Regions from separate parts of the Mus musculus genome. Here all the other regions are linked to region 1. The links are chromatin contacts, called in public HiChIP or PLAC-seq and promoter capture Hi-C maps. All regions are on one chromosome and are shown on one strand. The core of a region is the stretch at or near the end of the contact, and the rest is flanking DNA. Distances in the headings are between cores, read along the strand shown. Region 1 holds the start of Tlx3 (T cell leukemia, homeobox 3). Region 2 holds the start of Ranbp17 (RAN binding protein 17). Region 3 overlaps Gabrp (gamma-aminobutyric acid (GABA) A receptor, pi). Region 4 holds the start of Gabrp (gamma-aminobutyric acid (GABA) A receptor, pi).

Region 1 (3,384 bases), core at 733-3,232:
GCGGCCCGCACACACTTGCCCCGAGGTCCGCGGGGCAGGAGGACGGGTGGAACCATTGGGTTTTGTTTGTGCACCCCGGGGGCGCTGGGAAGGCACTCTGCCCGCCCGTCCACCTGCACACCCGGATTTTGTGGCCTTGTCAACAATAAATCTTGTTTTGTGTGTGTGTGTGTGTGTGTGTGTGTGTGTGTTTTGTTACCCCCTGCGGGATAAGAGCGGCAGGGCAGTGTATAACTGACTTGGTCCTGCGGCCAATGGGGTCACTTGTGCCCACGGGTGGACTGGCGGGCTGTGCACCACCAGCTGGGCGACACTTGACGGGGTGTCTACCAGGCACTATCTTGAAGCCCTCTCTAGAACATAGAGCTTCTTCGTCGTTTACGGGTTGGATGGAAGCAAAGATAGTATTAAAAAGAAAAAAAGGAAAAGAAAAAAGCAGAGTTGGAGAGAGGACCCTAAAACAGCCCTGGCCATCAATCCGAAATCCGAGTGGGTGGGCTAGAATGAGAGAGGGAGGAGAGTGTGGGAGGCCCGGGGTGTGTGTGGTGGGGGGCAGGTGGGAGGAACCCAAACGAGCAAAGGAGGCGAAACAAAACACTGGCGAGATGGGCCTGAAAATGGAGACGCCGAGGCGTGGGAGAGATGGCGAGAGGGATACAGGTCGGTGGGAAGAAAGGACAACAAATCTGTAAAAGAAGGGCGATGCATGGTCCAGGGGGCGCGGGTAGGAGCTAGCACAGGAGAGGGCGTGATGCTGGACTGCCGCGCAGGGCGGGGCAGGTGCAGGGCAGGTGCGTGGTGGGCCGGGCCGGGCCTCTCTCACCGCCACTTGGTCCTCCGATTTTGGAACCAGGTCTTGACCTGCGCGTCCGTCATTTTGAGGGACTTTGCGAGCGCCGCCCTCTCGGCCGAGGCCAGGTACTTTTGGCGATGGAAGCGCTTTTCCAGCTCACAGATCTGCACCCGGGAAAAGGACGTGCGCGGCTTCTTACGCTTGGGTGGCGTCCGGTTCTGGTAGGGGTGGCCAATGCGCCGGGTCACGGTGAAGGGCGTGAGCGCGGCCGCCGCTGCAGAGACACATGAGGCCCCTTGAAGCCCAGCCCTACCACCGTTCGGGCCACACGTGGAGCCCCGTGGGACACAGTGCTCCGCTATTTCGCTCGTCCCGCGAGTCCCCTCCGCAGCTTCAAGCCAGGCAGGGACGCCCCCCCCCCTTTCCCTGGGACGTTGGTTTCTTTCCCCCCTCCCCCGACCCATAACTCTCCGATTTACCTTCAACCTCCCCCCACCCATAGCCGCCCCGAGCTCTGGGTGCCGAGGCCTCCGCCACGCCTGGGCCTCTGGAATCGATCCTGGGAGTGGGGTGCACAGGGCGCGGCGCCCCTGGCCCCGGGAGAGCCGAGGCCTGGCTCCTGGTGGTTCGCTCTGCTCACCTGTGAAGCGGTCCTTTACAAAGCGGCGACTGCTCTCCATCCAGGGGAAATTGAGGCCGCCTAGGCTGGAGACCGTGGGCACCGAGGGCATAGCGGGCAGCGCGCTAGGCAGAGGCGGCGGCACGGCCCCAGGGAGCGGCCTGTGCGCTGGCACCCGGATCACGCCGGCGGGGGCCAAGCTTAGGTTGACACTGTAAGATCCCGCGTCCTCGAAGGGCGCGCCGAGGCCCGCAAAGGAGGCGGGCAGAGACGGGTACGCGGCGCCCGGACGGCCCCCGGGGGGCCCTCCCAGGTAGCTGGCGCCGTCGGGGCCCCGCGGGGCGGGCGCGCTGTCCTGGTCCGGGCTGTTGAGGATTTGGTCGATGCCGAAGCTGATGGGCTCGTGCGGGTGTGGGGTCTGCGCGCTGGCGGGCGCCTCCATCCTGGGCGGGCGGAAGGGCTGGGCTGGGCTGGGCGGGGAGGCTGCTGGGTCCCCGTTACGGCGCGGCCATGGAGCGCCCGGCGCCTCCAGTCGCACTGAAACTTTGCCAAGAGTGCGCGGGCCCGACAGGCTCTGTGTCATCTTTCTTGAACCGAACCTGGAGTTTCCGCTGCTAATTCCTCTCCCGCCGCAGCCATTGGCTGCGATCAACAAGCCTCTCTTCTCTCATTGGCTCCCGGCTTTCAATAAAGGCCTAATTCATGGAAATAGGAGCTTAGGGACTGTTCCAAGGTGACATCATTTTAACAAACGAACAATAGGTCAAATTTATTAGCCGGGATAATGGGCGGCGGATATTAGCGCCCGAACCGCAGCTTCTCAAACCCGAAATCTAACGAAGCTGCAATTAGCAGACGCTCCCCGCTCCGGGCTCGGCCGTTTCCCGCCGCCGCACCCGCCCGTAGGCGCTGCTGGGGAAATGGCCTTTTGCCGCGGGGGTTTTCGTTGTCTTCTAAATATTTTCATCTGCGTAAACCCCAAACAAAATGAATCTTCAGCCACAGCAGAGATGCAACCCAAGAACGGTCCTACGAAATCTGCGGAAGCCTATCGGGCCGTTCGCCCTCCTTCGGAGCAACGAAAGCGTAGCATTGTGGGGTGCAAGCTCGGCGCTGTCCACCCGTGGAACAAGGGGAGCACCGGAGCGTTCTCCACGCCACCTAGGACACCGACCCGCGTGGGGAGAATTTGTCCTCGCCCGGGCTTCCAACGAGGCGTCGCGGGCACTTTGGAGATGCTTCCTGGTCCCAGCCAGGAGGACTGAGCGGTGACTAGCAGGTGCCCACGCGTACGGGCCCGGTTGGACTAGGGACCCGAGGTCAACTGGTGGGGAACTGGGATTCAGCCCCTTGAAATTCGTTGCGGGATAGTTAGGGCCATGGTCGCTGGTTTGGGACCCCTCCGAGGTGCAGCAGGTTTGGGGACCTCAGTCGTTAGTGGCACATAAGGGGGCGGTTCCCATCTAGAGCAGATGGAGAAATTTCCTTTGGAAATTTGAGCAGCGAGCTCCTACCGGCTGCAGTTCAGTCCAGACGCTGACCACCCTAGGATCTGCTGTCGCCTTCGGGACTGTCCACACTAGCCCGGTAACACCGTGGCCAGCACCACATGGGGAGTGGTCACCTTTCTCTCGGTCTGGGTGAGACCCAGAGTCATTTCTTAGCGGCCGATTGTAAAGTCGTTGGCTGTAAACTCTGAGCGCTACACTCGCGGCAAGGCCTCTTCCTCTGGTTTCCTGACTATGAAAGCCCCAAGCCATGTCTGTGATGTTGGTCAGAAGTTGTGTGTAGGTTTGGGCGGGCCACTTTATAGCTCAGTAAGTTTGAAATTCATTTGAGACTTTAGGTTTTTATTTGTAAAATGGGGCAAAGCGTGCACTGTGTATTCGAGCACTGTGAGAGAGATATTGAGAGTGCTAAGAGCATAGAGCCCTACACTTAGTAGGTACAGCACATCGCTCGGCTCCCTTCC
Region 2 (3,297 bases), core at 66-2,565, 310 kb after region 1:
GTGAGATTCTTCCTGCAAAAGTTCTGCACAAGACATCTATTTACTAAAGTGATAACAAATAGCTAATTCCGAGCTGGGGAACCCTTAAAAATAAAACAAAACAAAACAGTAAATAAAAAGATAACAGTAAGTAAAAAAGATAAAATGTGGGTCTATTTCCTGGTTCTAAATTACTTTAGAAGTAAGAAAGCACTAAGTCCATGGGACGGACCATCGGATCCATGTAAATCTACAAGGGGAAGGGGCATTCAGATACACTGTCACTAAGATCCCGCCTACTTCTCTAAGGTCTTCTGCCATCCACAACTTTTCAAATCAATCTTAGGATGCAAGAACAGATTTTCACAGTATGCAACGGTCTTCCACAATTCTTTGCTTTGCCCACACCGTCTTTAGTCTGTAGTCTTTCTTCCCTCACTACCTGGGTATCTACATACAGTTCCTACAATTCCCGCTAGAGTCCCACGTCCCTGAGAGTACAAGGCAGCGAGTTTGCCCAGAGGCTTATGTACCATCAGTAGGAACCCAGTAACAAGTGGAGACTCCACTCCACCTACGGATGGACTGCCCCCTTTCTGTGCTCCCGCGATATCCCGTGACTAATTCTACCATAACAGTCTTCACGTGTGCAGCAATTATCGCGCGCTCTAAAAGGACGAGGGTGGTAGCTGACGTCGCCCTGCATCCCGAGAACGTTCCGCCACAGGAGATGCACAGCGGAGAGGCTCAGTATACTTCTGTGGGATGAAGACCGGCAGAGTGCGGGAGCCACCGGACAGACCCGCATCCCTTCAGCGTAGCCGGCGCCCAGCCCCGAGGCTCCACCAATGAGGCTGCGCGCTCCCGGTCGCGCCGCGCCCCGACCCGCGCCCGCCTCCGGCCAATGACAGTCCTCTGGCCCCGCTGCCTTGCTCCCGCCGTCCCGGCCTCCGAGCTCAAGCTCCCGGGGCGAACAGCGACCGCGGGCTGGGCGTAAGGGCCGGATGGCGGCCCCTCCGCCCCAGCTCCCACCTGCCGGGACGCCGCTACAGCCGCGCCAACCAGAGCGTACTCCGCGGCCGAGCGTAGCCCGCTCCTCTGCGCCCGCCCCACACCGTTCCCAGGCAAGGGGCTGGGCTCGGGGTCGCGGCCTGGAGCTCCAGGCCCACAGCCCGGCGCACTGACCTGAAAGTGCAGCGCCATCTTCCCGGAGCGGCGCAGGCCGCGCGGCCCGAGGGCCGAGGGGAGGGGGAGCGAAGGCGCCGCGCGAGCCCGGCCGCCGCGGGATCCCCCCAAGCCGCTCGCTCCCAGTGCTCGGCGCGCTCCGCTCGGAGCCCGCAGCGGGACTGGGCGGGGCCGGCGGAGCGCGGGGAGGAGGGGGCGTGTCCTTCGGGCTCCTCCGCCCAACCGCCGGTGCGCTCCTTTTACAACCGCTGCATCCTCAGAGTGAGCCTCTGACCTCTGACCTTTAACTTTTAACTCACCACCACGACCCAACTGCCCGCCTCAGCTGCCCACTTAGTTTTGGAGACTGGGTCGTCGGTCTCACTATGAATACTGTAATACGTGAACCAGGCTGGTCTCGAACTTGAAGTCACAGTCATCTGCATGCGGCCTGAGTGCAGGCATAGGTGGTGTGTGTTACTGCCCACTTTGGCTCCTAAATCTGTGGTAGATAGGCGAAGAGACTGCTCAGCAGTGGAGAGCACCCTCCCACATGTTCATAACTGCATGTAGCTCCAGCTTGTGGAAATCCAACTGCTTTAGCAGGCACCTGCATCGCTTTCATACACATAATAATAAACCTTAAGTCTACCACAAGCCATATTGATTCCTGACAGAACTCTGAAACAAATACATGACTCCCAAATCCCACATCTGCACAGATGTTCTGTTCCTCTAACACACAGCCTTTGACCCCCCCCCCCATATGCTATCCTTAACTCTTGTTCCCCAATGCCCAACTCCCATTGTTTATTTTTTTAACTTTTTGAGTAAGTTAAGCTGACATTGTGTATGAGGCATTAAAATTATAAAATTCTGGCTTGTCTGTAACTCCTTGTCTACACTTTCACATGAACTTATATTTTACACCAAATTATTTCATGGGAATAGGAGTTATTGAGCAGATATATCGAATCAGAGTTGCTCATTACCAGTGTTCTTCATTTCTCCAGAGTTCAATGCTTCTATTTAACAGCCTTTTTATGTATTTAAGGGGAAATTTTCCTGAAATGTTTCTTACAACTTAGGTATATTAACAAATTCTCTCAGCTTTTGTTAATTTGAAAGCATTTGTTTTGTTTTGTTTTTCGAGACAGGGTTTCTCTGTATAGCCCTGGCTGTCCTGGAACTCACTTTGTAGACTAGGCTGGCCTCAGAAATCTGCCTGCCTCTGCCTCCCAAGTGCTGGGATTAAAGGCATGTACCACCACGCCCGGCTCATTTCATCAATTTTAAAGGTAGTTTTGCTGGGTATAAAATTCCATAATAGCCTTTTGGGCTTTAGTTTTTTAATCTTTTGATACTTTAAAGATGATATTTCATTGTCTTCTGGTTTACATTGTTTCAGTTGAAGAGTTAGCCATCAATCTTAATTATTGCACCTTTAGATAATATACTCTAGAGTACTTGAAGTTTTTTTCTTTCACTTTGTTTTTGACCAGTTTCAGTTTGTCACTAAGTCTATGTGTTATATTCATCCTACTTGAAATTAATAGTTGTTCTCGTGTGATCTGACATCTTCATCAGTTTTTTAATATTAACCAGTATTTCTTTTATTTTTTTTTAAGATTGTATGTGTGTGTGTATGAATTCACTGTTGCTATCTTCAGACACACCAGAAGAAGGCATCAAATCCCATTACAGATGATTGAAAGCCACCATGTAGTTGCTGGGAATTGAACTCGGGACCTCTGGAAGAGCAGTCAGTGCTCTTAACCTCTGAGCCACCGATCAAACCCCCAGTATTTCGTTTAAATACTGTTCTGTTCTCCCTTCTTCCTTTCATTGTGTTACATGTATGCTAAAACTTTTTGCTACATTATTCTTTCTTCTTGAACTGGTCTCCATATTTCTTGTGTGTGTGTGTGTGTGTGTGTGTGTGTGTGTGTGCTCGTGCGCGCGCATATGCACATGCTTAATATGCACTGAATATTTTCTACTGACCTGTTGCCCATTCAGGAGAAATTCACTTCTACTATGTCTAAACTGCTATACAACCCCTTGTAAATTTTTAAAATTTTTTTAATTTAATTTATTTATATGTCTTCAAACACACCAGAAGAAGGTGTCTGATTTAATTACAGATGGTTGTGA
Region 3 (3,361 bases), core at 557-3,056, 350 kb after region 1:
TACCCTTTAAGAATTAAGGATCTTTACAGCAATATGTATCATGAACTAATGAAAAGTCACTATGTACCAGCAGCTGAGGACAGTCCTGTACCTGAAAAGGTAACACCCGCCATTGAAGAAAGGTCATATCCCAACCCTAGACATTAAACTGCCTCTAAGGGTAGGTCATTGTCCACACAGGGTACTGAGGCCCCTCACCGCACTGTGTTTCTCCCGTGGTCCTCCCTGCATGGCTAGGCCCTGCACTGCATTGTGGTCCTCCCGTGGTCCTCCCTGCATGGCTAGGCCCTGCACTGCATTGTGGTCCTCCCATGGTCCTCCCTGCATGGCTAGGGCCCACACTGCACTGTGGTCCTCCCTGCATGGCTAGGGCCCACACTGCACTGTGGTCCTCCCTGCATGGCTAGGGCACACACCACGCTGTGCATGGCTGCTCCTCAGCTTGTGGACTGCAGCATCTTCTAGCTCTTTTCTTCTGTGCTCATTTCTCTGTTTCCCCATTTTCCCGGCCTGCATCAGAAATGAACCTTCTGATATTTACTTGTCATTGACTGCCTTCCTATAGTTACACAACTCCCTCCATGGAGACATTTGATATTCTCAATAACAATGTAGTTAAAAAACGTATTTCCCTGGCTTAGAATATTTCTTACTGCACCTGGTAAAAATCATCTGGATATTTGATAAAGTCCTTAATATAGTTACCTAAAACAGTGGCTCTCAACCTGTGGGCTGCGACCCCCCCCCCCCAACAAACCTATTTCCAAAAGTATTTACATAACAGTAGCAAAATTATAGTTGTGAAGTAGCAATGAAAAGAACTATATGGTTGGGCTCACCACAATATAAGAAACTGTATTAAAAGGTTGCAGCATTAGGAAAGTTGAGAACCACTGCTCTAAAACTACTATTTTAAATAAAACTTGTGTAGATAATACTCTGCATAGGCAGAATATTTGGGACAGATGTAAGGAATTAGCAGTTTTTACTGAGAATTCCAATGTTGTCTCCTACTATCCAAAGAGCAGCGTGGCTCTAAAATCTAAAGGTTGCCTCTCTCCCAAAAACTACTCTCATACTAAAAATTGTATTTCTTCTCATGTGTGAATGTGAATGTGTGCTGTCTGGGGTGGACGCGGTATGGAGACACTCTATTAGCACTATACTATGTATCTTTTGTATTATTCTGCAGTCACCACCCAGTAGCTCATACTATATATTTATTTTATAGTTTCACATATTTACAACTTTTATTTTTCTGTAGCTTAAAATGAGGCCTCAGTGAAGTTATATTTTAAACATTTTTATTTTTAAAAAAAAATGCACAGGTATGACCTACTCACTCAACCACACTTCCCCTCCCCTAGCCCCTCCCCTTAGGAATGTATATGACAGATACAAAATACAAAGAGATTCTACTAAGAACTCTAATGGCGCAACTACACCTATTGTACTCCAATGAACAAAGCGAATCCTAAAATAGAAACATCTGTTAAGCGCCAGGCACTCAAGCTCACAGAAACGGAACGATGGGCAGAGCCATGCTGATGAAAAGGAGGGCCCGTGGGTGAAGGACGTGAAAGGAAAGAACATCTACAGCCCCGGTTTGTTGTAGAAAGGACAGGGAAAGCTGAGGGTTCATTAGAAAAGGAAGGGAAAGACCTGAAGACAGCAAGAGTCTTTGAAACAATTGAGGCTGCATTGGAACCTTATATAGGCGATTCCCGTGGAGCAAGAGAGAGAGAGGGCACACAAGAGCTCCTAGGTCAGGGTGACCCTGGCTGAACTCAGAAAAGACAGCTCACGTGGGTTGTGCAATGTGTCTTTCCATCGTTCAGAACAGTCGGAACCAGTCAGGGCCAGTGGTCTGCTGCTCAGGCAGGGTAATCCACTCAAAGTAGTCCAGCTAGAAAGGTTGGGAAAAGGTAACTATTTAAGATAAGCTACTTGTGTCCCAGTAGTGCCGCTTCTTATCTAATAGACATCACTCCTGCCTAGTCACTGGAGCACAGGGATAAAAGCTCCTCTTTGAAGGAGGCAGGGCCTTTGCCACCGGCAAAATGTTCCCCAGCATCTTGGTCAACAGGTCAGCAGAGAGGACAGGTTGACAGAGCACTCTCTGGTCTACTTGGTTCCTAGCCAGTATGTGAGTAAAGGTGGCTAGCTAGTACACTTGACTCAGCAAGTCTTCATGGACGCATTCTGTATTAGGAATCCAGAACAAGTTTCAAAACTTCCTCCCGTTTTCCTGATGTGGAAAAGGGGTTTTTACATAGGTTAGGACTAAGGTGTATAAAAACAAAATAATAAGATACGTGGAAAAACGGCATGAAGCCCTGGACCCCAAAGGATTTATGTTTTTTTCTTTTAGTTTATTGATCCACTAATTTTATTCATTTACATCTGATTTGTGAATAATAGGATGTATTAGAATTTGGGGACAATTCTTCTGTGGTATTAAATAACACTAAGAACCCATCTGGTATTAGGTTGATGAGGCAAGGTAACCACCAATGAATTGACGCAAACCCACATTTCATATTTCAAGGAAAAACAAAAATTAGAAAACACTGGTGTTTAAATAGGCAAGAGAGCATATTATAAGGGCCACAGAGATGTAATCAGTGGCACTATGAATTCTTTAGAAAATAAACCCCTTAATATATGTAATCATCTTCCCACATTTTTATGGAGTGAATGCAGACCAGGGATCCAGAGAGCAAATAGCCCTGAGTAGGTTCGCAGTCTTGGGTTCTGTGTATGTGTGTGGAGGGGGTGTTCTGTCCAAAATTGAAGAAGAAAAGGGTTGCCTTATAATGACTCTATTATAGAATCTGGTCACACTAGGGCTTCTACACAACTTAGAATAATTGTTACATTAGCCCATTTGTAGCTTTCTAAGCTGAAGTGCACACACATGTTCTAGAATACCCTTAACCTCATTATGTGATGCAAGAGTTCAATGGCGTCTCAAAAATACATGTAGTATGCCCAGTAAAATACATTGGCCAACATAAAAATCAAAGGAAATAGTAGTTTGGAGTATCGATCCACATTGCTGGGGTTTTGAATTGTGAAATAATCAATGATTCTGCTGATCTTCTCTCGGAAGACAAACTTAAACTTGTCGCTGGCTTTCATTGTCAAGTCACTATAGTTGACATTGTCACCAGAGATTTCAATGCTGGCAAAGCTAATCTTCCGTTTAAAGCTGGAGATGGAGCTGTTGATGATGTTGGTGATATTGACTTCTTCCGAGTCCTTCGCTGGCCCCTGGTTCATAGACAATAGTTAGATCAGAAGACAGGAAACAGTGAGGTACACAGATGGCATCGTGAAAAGGTGTGTGGTCAAGGTAGCA
Region 4 (3,141 bases), core at 192-2,691, 380 kb after region 1:
AAGAAAGCAGTAGTGAGCCGGGCGGTGGTGGCGCATGCCTTTAATCCCAGCACTTGGGAGGCAGAAGCAGGCGGATTTCTGAGTTTGAGGCCAGCCTGGTCTACAGAGTGAGTTCCAGGACAGCCAGGGCTACACAGAGAAACCCTGTCTCAAAAAGCAAAAAAACAAAACAAAACAAAACAAAAAAGCAGTAGTGAGTTAGGAGGCTAGAATGTGACATCTTTTCTATGATGGAGAAAGTCCTTGGTTCCCCAGGGATCACATGTGACCCTGCTCCTTATGTCAAATCCACTTTGGGGATCAGGTCCTGGAAGTTCAGCAGGAGTCACCAGCCCATATAGCTGATGAGCCAATCTTCAAGGTACTATTTATATGTCTACTGCTCTTGATGTAGGCTCAGTCCTCTCTTTTGGATACAGGCATCAGAGCCAGCACTTAGTGGTGATCAAAGACCATGAGAGGGTAGGTGGAGATTCCAGCCTTCAGCAGTTGCGCCTGCAAGGTGGATTAGCTGAATCCTCTGGCTAAAATCTCCTATCTGTGTGTAGAGGAGAGCCTGGGCTTTGGAGTTAGATCAAGCTGAGTCATAGTTAACCTCTCAGCTTTGGTTTCCCACCTGACAAATCAGAATAAACATAAACAATAAATAGTACTTTCCATTTGCTTCACTGGTTCTATTCTCGGTGTCTTCCGTTGGGGGATTTAGTAATCTCACTGGTTCAAGAACAATTTGAAGCTGAAACTACTCCTTGCATACTCGGCTGGTACCACCCAAGAAGAACAGGTCACACGCAGGACTTGAGTGTCACCTGGGAGGCAGTGACTCTGAGAAGCAGAGGTGATTCTGATGGGAATTCCCACCTCTGCTCCATCACAGAAATGCCTGAGTGCTCTATGCTCTAGCCTCCTTCACACTCACTTCTGTTCCCTCATCCTGTCACTTCAGTGGGTGTGTCATGTGTGGGTAGGCAGGTGTAGTTGAAAGGTCTTAGTGCCCTGAATCTTCCCCAAGAAAACCATGAAGGTGTGCCTTGTGCCTGTTGGTCTAGCCTGGCAGCAGAGAGGAAAATGATGACATTTCCAGTGCCAGGCAGGGTAGTGCCAACCTGGGTCTCTCACTCTGACAGAGGGCATCGCACTACACTCTAAGACCTGAGGCAGAGTTAGGGCTCAGCAGATTCCAGGCCTGCCTCCCTCCCTCCCTCCCTCCCATCCACCCCAGCAGGGCTCACACCTGCAGCTCCTTACTGCCTTCTTTCCAAGCACAAGGGATGCCAGTCGTTCCCTTACCAGGCAGCTGTTACAGCAGGTGTTTCCAGATCTCAGGCAGGACTCTCACACAGAGCATACTCTTTTGGGTCTCCAGGGTCCTTTTCATCTCAGTCCTGACTCTTTGGGTGTTAAGTATGCACCCAGTCTCCGATGGAGTGGCGCGCTCTCTCTCTGGAGAAGTTGGAGCTGCTGAACCAGGTATAGGTGGGTGGGGCCTCCTCCAGCTCCTCCCTTGGTGGAGCTCTGACTGGTCTTGGGTTGTTTGTGAGAATCAGCCAGCTCTTGATGTGCTTTGATTATCTTGCTAATCTATGCTTTGATTCTGGGTTCCCGTTTTAGCCACACTCCCAAACCTCAGCTGAGAAAGACTTGTGTGATCCAAGATGTCTTAAGAGTTCAGTGCATGGATCCACCACTTTGATAAACTCTGCTTTCAGGGGACGTGCCTCCAACACTGTGCAAAGGGATCCGAGTTAGCCTAATCATCAGATTTGCATCCACAAAACAACTTAATTTGTTTCTGAGAGCCTCAGTCCTGGCTTTGCCTTGGCTGAGTTTGTTTGGGATTAACATCGTCTAATAATATGTGTTACTAGAGACTATTCAGATTTTCCAGTTGCAAAGACACAGAAAATGCTAAGGATTAGGAAAGTGGTGCTCAGAAGAGGTGGGGGGTAATTCTGGAGATTTCTGGTCTCATTTGCTGTATCCCAGATCCCTAGAGAATATCCTTTAAGTCTCAAACAAATTCCTTCAGGGAACTCCATATTGTAGCCAGTGGTCAAGGGTAGAAGCCTCTGGAAGTTGGTGTCATACCTGAGAGGGCTGGGAACCAGAGGGAGGGGCAGGGAGAGGGCAGAGGCTATGGCAGGATGCCTAGAGGCACCTTCTTCCTTCTTGGCAATGTCAAGGCCACCCTGGGCCAAGCTCCTGTGCAGACCCTGCCCAGTGTGGAGCAGGGAGGTAGAATAAACAGAGGGAGCAGGAGCTAGCGGCAGGAAGCAGAAGGAAGTGGGCAGGAGGGGAGGATCTTAGGGTACAATGTACTATAGATGCTTCTGGCTCTAGACCAACTCGCTTAGTGTTCCTCTGGAGTCTGGCCAGCCCCCCACCCCCAAACATTTCTGTGCTTGCGGGGAGGGTGTGGATGCTGAAGAGAAAGCCCTTTCACATCACCTGAGTGACCCCACTTTCACCTGGCAACCTGAAGGTGGCCAGAACAGGAATGACTGAATAGCCGTTTCAAGTTCTACCTGAATGCCCATGGTTTGGGGCTAATTCTCAGAATTTCTAAGAAGTTCTCACATAAACAGAGTTGTCACAAAGACAACTGAGATCTGGGAGGCTCTGTGGGAGGGGGAACTGGGAACAAGGGTTTAGCTTTGGGCAAGTTGCTTAATCTACCGGGAGCCCGCATCTTATGTGATGAGAGAGGTCCATCCTCAGCAGGGTTGCTGAAAGAACTCTGAGGTCACAGGCGGTCACAGGCAATCACAGGCGGTCACAACACAGAGTTGCATCTCAACGTCTCTGGCATAGAAGACCCTATGCACGAGGTGCTCGAGAAACTAGCCTTCTCTCATTCTGTCTTTTCAATTTGCTTTTCTTCTGCTGTCATAAACACCATGATCATTTTCTTTCTACTGTCATAAACACGCAAGCTGGGGAGGAAAGGGTTTGTTTCAGCTTACATGTCACATCCGTCATAGACGGAAGCCAAGGCAGGAACCTGGAGCACTGACCACCGAGAAACAAAGCTTGCTAGCTTGCTGTCTGGTCTCTAGCTGTTGCTGCTGCTGCTGCTGCTGCTTCTTCTTCTTCTTCTTCTTCTTCTTCTTCTTCTTCTTCTTCTTCTTCTTCTTCTTCTTC

The links. Promoter capture Hi-C pulls out the DNA fragments that hold promoters and counts their contacts. HiChIP or PLAC-seq counts read pairs in DNA pulled down with a chosen protein or histone mark.
Region 2: an H3K27ac HiChIP or PLAC-seq map of embryonic stem cells shows a contact between it and region 1, with 5 times the contacts expected there. The contact joins the promoter of Ranbp17 here to the promoter of Tlx3 in region 1. A contact is called at or near these places in 6 of 39 promoter capture datasets (cranial neural crest, embryonic stem cells, hippocampal neurons and 2 more), 4 of 484 Hi-C or Micro-C datasets (LSK cells and embryonic stem cells) and 14 of 115 datasets of contacts at active chromatin or transcription factors (bone marrow-derived macrophages, craniofacial prominence, embryonic basal ganglia and 6 more).
Region 3: an H3K4me3 HiChIP or PLAC-seq map of embryonic stem cells shows a contact between it and region 1, with 7 times the contacts expected there. The contact joins the enhancer-like site here to the promoter of Tlx3 in region 1. A contact is called at or near these places in 3 of 39 promoter capture datasets (cranial neural crest, hippocampal neurons and liver), 5 of 484 Hi-C or Micro-C datasets (the N1E-115 cell line, cochlea and embryonic stem cells) and 14 of 115 datasets of contacts at active chromatin or transcription factors (bone marrow-derived macrophages, craniofacial prominence, embryonic basal ganglia and 6 more).
Region 4: a contact with region 1 is called in a promoter capture Hi-C map of embryonic stem cells. The contact joins the promoter of Gabrp here to the promoter of Tlx3 in region 1. A contact is called at or near these places in 9 of 39 promoter capture datasets (the 3T3-L1 cell line, cranial neural crest, embryonic stem cells and 3 more), 2 of 484 Hi-C or Micro-C datasets (cochlea and embryonic stem cells), 9 of 115 datasets of contacts at active chromatin or transcription factors (bone marrow-derived macrophages, embryonic midbrain, embryonic stem cells and 3 more) and 1 of 9 other capture datasets (adipose tissue).

What each region holds. Positions count from the first base shown.
Region 1 is chr11:33,201,606-33,204,989 of GRCm38.p6, forward strand. It overlaps Tlx3 (T cell leukemia, homeobox 3), which reads right to left and starts at 1,983. Exons shown (of 3, transcript NM_019916.2): 1 at 1,434-1,983; 2 at 824-1,067. The coding sequence starts at 1,854.
Region 2 is chr11:33,512,438-33,515,734 of GRCm38.p6, forward strand. Ranbp17 (RAN binding protein 17) reads right to left here and starts at 1,316. Exons shown (of 28, transcript NM_023146.3): 1 at 1,165-1,316. The coding sequence starts at 1,182.
Region 3 is chr11:33,549,570-33,552,930 of GRCm38.p6, forward strand. Gabrp (gamma-aminobutyric acid (GABA) A receptor, pi) reads right to left here. Exons shown (of 10, transcript NM_146017.3): 10 at 1,212-3,273. The coding sequence ends at 2,971. Among named protein-coding and RNA genes, the nearest start is that of Gm36005, 6.6 kb to the left of the region's middle. Within about 2 kb of position 1,807, at least 7 of the 459 cell types and tissues checked have an H3K27ac peak or open chromatin away from gene starts, as enhancers often do. A contact at or near this core is called in embryonic stem cells, where this site is marked.
Region 4 is chr11:33,577,516-33,580,656 of GRCm38.p6, forward strand. It overlaps Gabrp (gamma-aminobutyric acid (GABA) A receptor, pi), which reads right to left and starts at 1,442. Exons shown (of 10, transcript NM_146017.3): 1 at 1,291-1,442.